Regions from separate parts of the Mus musculus genome. Here all the other regions are linked to region 2. Evidence: chromatin contacts called from public Hi-C and Micro-C data. All regions are on one chromosome and are shown on one strand. The core of a region is the stretch at or near the end of the contact, and the rest is flanking DNA. Distances in the headings are between cores, read along the strand shown.

Evidence for each region. Hi-C and Micro-C count contacts between places; a contact is called where the count stands out from the background.
Region 1: a contact with region 2 is called in a Micro-C map of granulosa cells, with 2.5 times the contacts expected there. The contact joins two enhancer-like sites. A contact is called at or near these places in 1 of 484 Hi-C or Micro-C datasets (granulosa cells) and 1 of 9 other capture datasets (embryonic tail).
Region 3: a Hi-C map of uterus shows a contact between it and region 2, with 6 times the contacts expected there. The contact joins two enhancer-like sites. A contact is called at or near these places in 8 of 484 Hi-C or Micro-C datasets (the C2C12 cell line, adipose-derived mesenchymal stem cells, embryonic fibroblasts and 1 more), 1 of 115 datasets of contacts at active chromatin or transcription factors (embryonic midbrain) and 1 of 9 other capture datasets (embryonic tail).

What each region holds. Positions count from the first base shown.
Region 1 is chr4:83,655,240-83,657,939 of GRCm38.p6, reverse strand. Ccdc171 (coiled-coil domain containing 171) reads right to left here. Exons shown (of 26, transcript NM_001355378.1): 12 at 2,306-2,412; 13 at 539-628. Among named protein-coding and RNA genes, the nearest start is that of Gm25899, 130 kb to the right of the region's middle. Within about 2 kb of position 1,264, at least 65 of the 459 cell types and tissues checked have an H3K27ac peak or open chromatin away from gene starts, as enhancers often do. A contact at or near this core is called in granulosa cells, where this site is marked.
Region 2 is chr4:84,539,455-84,542,154 of GRCm38.p6, reverse strand. The region is part of intron 3 of Bnc2 (basonuclin 2); the gene reads left to right. Among named protein-coding and RNA genes, the nearest start is that of Bnc2, 130 kb to the left of the region's middle. Within about 2 kb of position 1,359, at least 19 of the 459 cell types and tissues checked have an H3K27ac peak or open chromatin away from gene starts, as enhancers often do. A contact at or near this core is called in granulosa cells and uterus, where this site is marked.
Region 3 is chr4:83,925,176-83,927,875 of GRCm38.p6, reverse strand. No RefSeq gene overlaps it. Among named protein-coding and RNA genes, the nearest start is that of Gm11415, 38 kb to the right of the region's middle. Within about 2 kb of position 1,280, at least 15 of the 459 cell types and tissues checked have an H3K27ac peak or open chromatin away from gene starts, as enhancers often do. A contact at or near this core is called in uterus, where this site is marked.

The DNA of each region.
Region 1 (2,700 bases), core at 15-2,514, 880 kb after region 2:
ACATTCTAAATACTAATACTGATAAAAATAAAAAATCCGAACAATAAGACCTAAATTTCTACTAAACTCTGCTATCAAACAGTCCATTAGAAACTCAGGTTCAACGAATACTGGGAAACTCAAATTTTGCAACTCTATAGCCAAAACTAACACAGAAAATAAAATCAACTATTTTCCTGAGCCTTAGCCAACTGTGGTCTCAACCCATTAAGCAGCTAGGATGTACTACAAACAATGGCTCCACCCAGAAAAGAAACTGCCACTCCCAGCACACGTGCTTGCGTGACATGTGCTCAATACTCATCTAAGGCAGGACAGTCAGTCGCTAAGCGCTTTAGTCTGTAATATCATAATCTCATCAGGGAGACCAAGGCTTCCTTTAACACTTGATCAACAAAAAACGTAAAAAAAAATTTTTTTTGAATGCTCAAAAATACTTTGAAAATGGAAGCTTTATTTTCTGGTATCTCTAAAATAATCCCTTCATAATATATTTGTCTCTTAGCAAAGGGGAAAAAGTTACCATGAACTGCAATACCTTTGTATTTTTAATGTGAGTCTCAATCTTTTGTTTGGTGGAATCGAGTTCGTTGGATGTCTTTTCCTTGGCATCATTTATGTTGTTTAGCTGATGAAAGAAAAATAGCTTTTTGACATTTCTTCAAGAAGGAGTGACCCAAAAGCTAATGTCCAAATGCTTGCTATGCGATTACTTAGGCATAACTATTTCAACAGTGGTTGAGTCTACAACACTTCTGTTCTGGTTAAAGGCTGTGCAGTTTCTGTCACATGCTCACCTGGCTGCAAAGAGAGCATTCAGCCTTAAAACGCCAGGGATGTTCCTACTCTGCCCGCTATCTAGATAAAAGAATTGCGTTCTTACTGTAAACATAGCTTTATTCTTAAAATCCTACTGGACCGAATGCCAGAAGCTGTGGCAACTATAAGGGAAGACGCGAGAACAGTTAGGGGGAACAGTGCGGGGGAGGGGGGCTGCTGCTTTACATCAAGAGGGTATTCACTGGTCCCTCACTCCGCATGACAGCTTCGGGGTCAGTCACAGGCAGTCCTACTGGGAAGGCTGTGGCAGGTCATCAGTTGGTCCCGCTCCGCCTGTGATTTATTTTCTTTGACAGTTCATTCTTCTTTCTGTCAGGCTGCTCTTCTTGCTTTCTTTGCGGCCACCCCCTTGGTCTCCCCACTGCTGTCTCTGGCACTGGTTCACAACAAAGCACATTACTAAGCCAAAGCCTGCTGAGTCGACTTTTCAACTGTGCTGAGGATCATGTGACATTCATCCTCCCAAATAACAATTCGCTGTGGGTCCTGCTCCTAGTTACTCCGCAGCGGCCAGGCCTAGGCCTCAGAAGAACTTCAAAACTACTAACAATCCAGGTTCTCTCGTCTCTCCAGGAAGACTTACAAATGTCTGTTCTTCAAAGAATTTAGTTATTTTAATGCTCACTTTTCTCTTGTGAACAATTACAGAAGGTGTTTTAGAAAACAGACTAATTCTTTTTTGCCCCCCCCCCCTGCATACCTAAAATAAAATAAGCCTCTGCCAATGGAGTACACAAGTGAATCTGCAGGTTTTGAGTTACATAAAGCAAAGAGATTAACTCTAAGCTATGGGGCTTGTCGATGGCTATACAAAGATCTGTTGTTTTGCTAACTAATGTAGTTACTACCTATGCTAATTTGACAAGAAGTATCTAGACAAACTCTTCAATTTTTAAAGCATAAATTCATAAAATATTTTAATACCCAAGAAAATTACTGACTCACATATTAAACAATACAAATGAGATGACAACCAGAAGCCTGAGCTTTTTAATCTGCAAATTAACAGCTTTCAGTCTACATCAAACAGATATTTGTTTTTAAAAACTTCTAACAACACTAAACTCCCTTTGGAGCACGAAAATTAATTTCCGTTTTTTATTAAGATTTCTGTGGTTTAGAAACTGTTAAACTCTTAATGAAACCTAAATTCTTCAACCACCCACAGATCATAAACATGCTGACATTTAAATGGAGAACGTTTCACTTAAATTCTCTGCACAGATAAGTTACTCAGGCCAAGTGACAGGAACCTTTCATTGTGTGTCTACAGAATTACAAAATGGGAGTGAGACACTACTTTAGGCCACACTTGAAGAAAGAACAGTGACAAGGGTTTATTATTTCTGTATCTGTGAAGCTGTCAATTCAACATCCCCAATCTTTTTGACCTTTGTAACAAGCAAGGGCTGCATACTGGTACTGCCTGAAGGCCGTGTGTGGAGCCAAACAGTCCACGTGTTACCTCATTAGATGCATCTTCCAGCTTGTTCTGGTAATCTGTCAAGGTCCGCCTCAAAGTCTCAAGGACGACGGAGAAGCTGGGAGGCTTATCTTTGTCCTTGTGGACGCCTGGAGAAAAGCATGGGATGAAAACACACCCTTAAAGTCACACAGGCTCAGAAGCTAAGCAAACAGTAACAGAGACATTACAATTAGTAAGAAAGCCAGAAAGACATGAAACATGAACAGAAATGTATTCTCTAGGCACATGGCTGTACAGTCAAGTGCTGATACTGTTTCTAAATAAATGACCCAATTAAAACTCATAATATAGTAAGTTCAAATGTGTTTCTACCCTATCAAGACACTTAACTTCCCCCACCTAGGCAGCGGCAGGGATGTATGTACCTATAAGCT
Region 2 (2,700 bases), core at 110-2,609:
GGACAGAGTAAACTTTTTGACTAGTATAAAACCTAGCACTTCTCTGAGAAATGATTAAAAGATATATAAGCAATGTATAATAGCGTTTTTGGAATTCATTTGCAAGAGCACTCAATACAATTTTTTCTTCCAGTAGTCTTTTACTGCTTTCAGTTTGTGAGAACAAACCCAGTTCCAGTCATAGGATTTGTAGTTAAAATGGAAATGATGTGTGTTTTCTCTCCTGATTCCTAACCCTCCAAAAATAATTTGAACATCTCTAACAATTTTAAAGATTCACATATAGCATTTCTTGGTTGTCACGTATCTAAACTGTGTGCTGTGGCCAGGTTGTTCTTTGTAGTTCCTGCAATATGTTTTTATTCTAAAGCTTCTCCTCAAAACTAGACGTCCCTTCTACATAGGATGAATAGTCTTGTTTAATCAGAGCTAAGAGTAAAGCAGTTGATAGTTAATGGCCTTTGAAAAGGGCTTTCATTGAGAGGCAGCATCCATTTCTAGGTTTCCCTCTCTATTTTCCCCTTCTTCCTTTTTTAATATTTCCTTCTTATAGTTGGTGTATTTGGGTAATCACAGCTTACTTAAAAAGGATTAACTTGACCAGACTCACCCTTATGGTAAAATAGGTGTTTATATTTGGTGGCAAATAGTTTTTAGCTTGTTGAATTTGCATGCTGCCACCTCCGTTGTAGATCCTCTAGCTTGAGAGATGGTGTGCTTTGTTTGGAAATGTTAATGATAGGTACATACTGAAATTAAAATGTAATCCTTGACATTCATCTTAATACTGTAACACACAAGTAGGAATATTTGGATAATTGTCATAGCAGTATTGAATTAGAAATTGTAGTAACGAGGTGAGTACCTGTGTGTCAGCCTTTGCTTCCAACTTGGTGTTAACATGCAGACTTCACTTAACAGCTCTGTGTACTGTATAATGAACTGGGAATGTAGTAGGCCTTGTATGTATGATACCCTGTGTGTGTTTTATTGTAATTAAGTATGTACAAATAGATCCTCAGATGTGTATACACATGTATAAACTCAGTCACCAACTTAAAACTAATTTCCAACATATAGCACTTAAAATGAATGTAAGCACAGTTGGAGATCATTTTGAAATTATTTTTTCAATATTTCTGTTATCTGTAACCAAGTAGCTTTATAGAGGTTGATTACTATAACAGGACAGACTTAGGCTTCCAACACAACATAGCTTCCTACACCTATGTCAGGGATAAGAGCCATGACAATTCTTCCCTTATTAATTACATGCTGAGCAGGGCATGTCTGGGAAGTTGGGACAAAAGTGAATGGGTCACAGCCAAGGCAGGATTGCAAGGATTCCAGTGATAGTGAAAGCATTCAAGTTTGCCAGGTCGCTGTGACACGGGAGCTGATTCCAAAGGAACAGCCCGTTACAGATAGTGAGATGGCGTCACAGACTTCAGTGAAAAACAAAACCCTAGGGTTTCTTCTTTCCCAACTTCTACATTGCACACACTTATTTAAAGGGAGACGCAGTGGGCCTTGCTCTGGTCAGTCTTCACTTAGCACGTGTAGGTAATGCCTGTCTGTGGCTAACTTGGTCATGAGGACTAGAATATATATAAAAAAAAAGTATAAGGAGAGGAAATTGGAACTTGCCTTTACCCTGTATTCATAAGTCAACTACAGGGGTGAAATTGTTTTAGGCGGAGACTGCTTTCCCCCAGAGTGTATAGAGAGAGCTCTGTGCAGTAAGGAAAACTGAATCGGTGAGTCGTGGGAGACCTTTTTCAGTGAAAGTCATTTTCTCTAGGACTCACTGTTCGTTGTTGTTGAAAGAACATGGAATATAATGGTCCCAGGAGTTCCTTCCTTTGGAAGGGTTAGCATCTACTGTGATGTGTGTGGAGGCATGAGTTCTGCTCCATGTGCCTTTCATGACACATGTTTGCTGATCACTAACTAGGCTTTGGCCAGAAGAGTGTTTGGGGTTGTGGGGAATGATTGATGTCGCGCACATCTGCCAAAGCTGATGCCACTCTTATTTCCAGGGGAGCAGCTGGTGTCCACATTTTGCGAGGTTCCCCTCATCCTCTGAAGCACCTGGGATTAGAGGCAAAGGGGAGTCAAATACCCTCTCGAGGAACTTTGACTTCTCATAAGCTTAAGAGAAATAAAGGAAAAGGGGCAGAGTGGGAGCAGCAGCCTTTAGGTCCTGTTGTGGAAACAAGATAAGCAGCAGGAGAATCCTGGAAGACAAGCTGGTCAAGATGCAGAGGAGGTAGGAGGAAAATCGTCCTGGGGAGAAGAAAGCATGTGCTATGACATCACTAAGATCATGTTGGAGCTGTGGCTGGGGCCACATCCCCCCCCCCCCCCAGCCTGACCTGTACCGCATCTCCCTCCCTGGGCTTAAAAGGAAGTTTAGAGAATAGGAAAAAAAATAAAAGTATTGATTCTTTTTTTTTTTTTTTTCATACCTTCCCTGTAGGAAACCTCACAGACTTCACAGTGTACACTCCACCCTCCGGTGAAACATTTATGACTGGACTGGACTTGGGCGAGGGCAGAGTGCAGTGTTCTCTCGATGGGGCACAGCATTTTGTGCCATGGGGTTCGGGCATGAGAGAGTGTTGTCTCCTTCTGCAGTCAGAGCCCTCCTTAGTGGGAGCACTGCGGGCAAACAATGCCTTACTCAAACCAGGGAGTTCA
Region 3 (2,700 bases), core at 31-2,530, 610 kb after region 2:
GATGCCCCTCAACAGAGGAATGGATACAGAAAATGTGGTACATCTACACAATGGAGTACTACTCAGCTATTAAAAAGAATGAATTTATGAAATTCCTAGCCAAATGGATGGACCTGGAGGGCATCATCCTGAGTGAGGTAACACATTCACAAAGAAACTCACACAATATGTATTCACTGATAAGTGGATATTAGCCCCAAACCTAGGATACCCAAGATATAAGATATAATTTGCTAAACACATGAAACTCAAGGAGAATGAAGACTGAAGTGTGGACACTATGCCCCTCCTTAGATTTGGGAACAAAACACCCATGGAAGGAGTTACAGAGACGGAGTTTGGAGCTGAGATGAAAGGATGGACCATGTAGAGACTGCCATAGCCAGGGATCCACCCCATAATCAGCATCCAAACGCTGACACCATTGCATACACTAGCAAGATTTTATTGAAAGGACGCAGATGTAGCTGTCTCTTGTGAGACTATGCCGGGGCCCAGCAAACACAGAAGTGGATGCTCACAGTCAGCTAATGGATGGATCATAGGGCTCCCAATGGAGGTGCTAGAGAAAGTAGCCAAGGAGCTAAAGGGATCTGCAACCCTATAGGTGGAACAACATTATGAGCTAACCAGTACCCCGGAGCTCTTGACTCTAGCTGCATATATATCAAAAGATGGCCTAGTCGGCCATCACTGGAAAGAGAGGCCCATTGGACTTGCAAACTTTATATGCCCCAGTACAGGGGAATACCAGGGCCAAAAAGGGGGAGTGGGTGGGCAGGGGAGTGGGGGTGGGTGGATATGGGGGACTTTTGGTATAGCATTGGAAATGTAAATGAGTTAAATACCTAATAAAAAATGGAAAAAAAAAAAAAAAACTGCGACACTTTGATTTGACCCACCGACGCTTGCACAGAAAAAATATCCTCATGCAGAAGGCAGCAGTGGGATTAGAGAAGCTCATCCCAGGCAAATATTGTTGGTGGCTAAAAAGGCAAGAGTCTTTCTTTTCCTCAGTCTCAACAGAAACTGCTGCTCCAGGGTGTGTTTAGGGTACAGAAGTAGAGGGAGGCTTGTTAATTTTAAAGCCACATAGCATGTTTGGCTAAGACTGTGACTCCATTTGTGTATTTCAACCACGTAAAATACACCCTGGGATTTTGGACTGAGAAAAATAACCATATAAGGAGAAAACACGGCATTCCCTATAGCCGCTCTTGTAAAACACTCCATGATTTAACCCTCTGCTCGGACAGATCCAAGCTCCTGCACTTCACAACTGCAAACAATCAGATCCTTGGGAGGAACACTGCCTGTGACCTGCATCACTGGGCACAAAGATCACAAACAACCCCTGACAGGTCACATTCAGGGCAGCTTGACCGCCCGAAGCCCCGCAGACACTGGCTCTCTCAGCCACGGGCCATTCTGAAACAGGCACCAAGACAACTCGGAGGCCTCGTTAATTCTCTCCTTTAAGAACACAGGATTTGGGGTCTGTCTCCATCTTCTAGGTGACAGGTCATCAATCTACAGAATTCCTCCACGAGGGAGGTGCAGGAGGAGGAAAGGGGACTCCAGGAACAGCAGCCAAAGGCAGAATTGGGCCAACTGCTGGCTACCTCCAGCTCTGTACCCATGGTCTGCACGGACTGTGTGTGCCAACAGGGGTTCTGGGCTATGCAGAGGAAGGGTTGCAGAGCAAAGAGCTCACGGCTGCCTCTCGGGCCTGCTCTCTTTATCTTGGTTGTTACTCCCAACACTTCTGCTATACAATTCTCTTGATGGTGAGATGTTGAGGTTTCAAGAGGTTCTCAGAGGTACAAAGAGGTTTTGAGAGGGTCCAGTGTCCCTCACATGTATCAAATGACCTATGATTGGGAAAATATGGCAGATACCGCCCATTTCCTTCTGTCATCTAGTCTAATCTTTCTGATGGTAAAACGACTCTCTCACACACCCTCAGAAGTACATGCACACCCAAGAAGGAAGAAAATGGTGTCCAGCTGGAAATAGTACTTCCCAGTTCCCATGCTGCTCAGTGCCAGAGTGGCCAAGTGACCAATTTCCAAGCAGCGAAAGTGATGTGTGCACATTCTAGGTCAGATGTTATAAAAGAAAGTAGCCGTTTGTCCTTCCCTTGCACAGGCTGGATACAGATGTGAAAAGCACCCTCAGATAAGCACTCTGGGCTGATGGAGCAAAATGGAAGAAAGTCTGCTGGCTTTATGGAGCAGTGCCACCTACCTGCCAGGTGCCGCAGGCCTGCCAGGAAATGCTCTCCACAGAGGAATAAACAATCTCATCTCCAAGGTGGCATTTCTCAGTGTCTTCAGGACAGCAGTTTAGCCTGTGTCCTAACTAATGCATGTGACTTTCTGCTGTCTCAGCTAGGCACCAAATCTTAAGGCCGTGCTAGCTCACACTAATTTAAAAAGCAGAAGAGGGAAAAAAATCGTAGCTGAGTTACCTAAGAGTCAGCAGTATTCCCAGGCTCAGATCTCCCCTCCCTGAGTCCTGGATGGGTAAGAGTGAAGGTCACAGAGTCCAGCTCCCTCCCCCATAGAAGAGTGTCCTAACGAAAGTCTACTTTCACAGACCAAAGCCAGGAACGAGGGTTCCTGCCCCCTGCTGGAATCAGAAACACTTTGTAGGCAATTGCCATTGTCATTCATAAACTGACATTTTCAAAGTATCTTC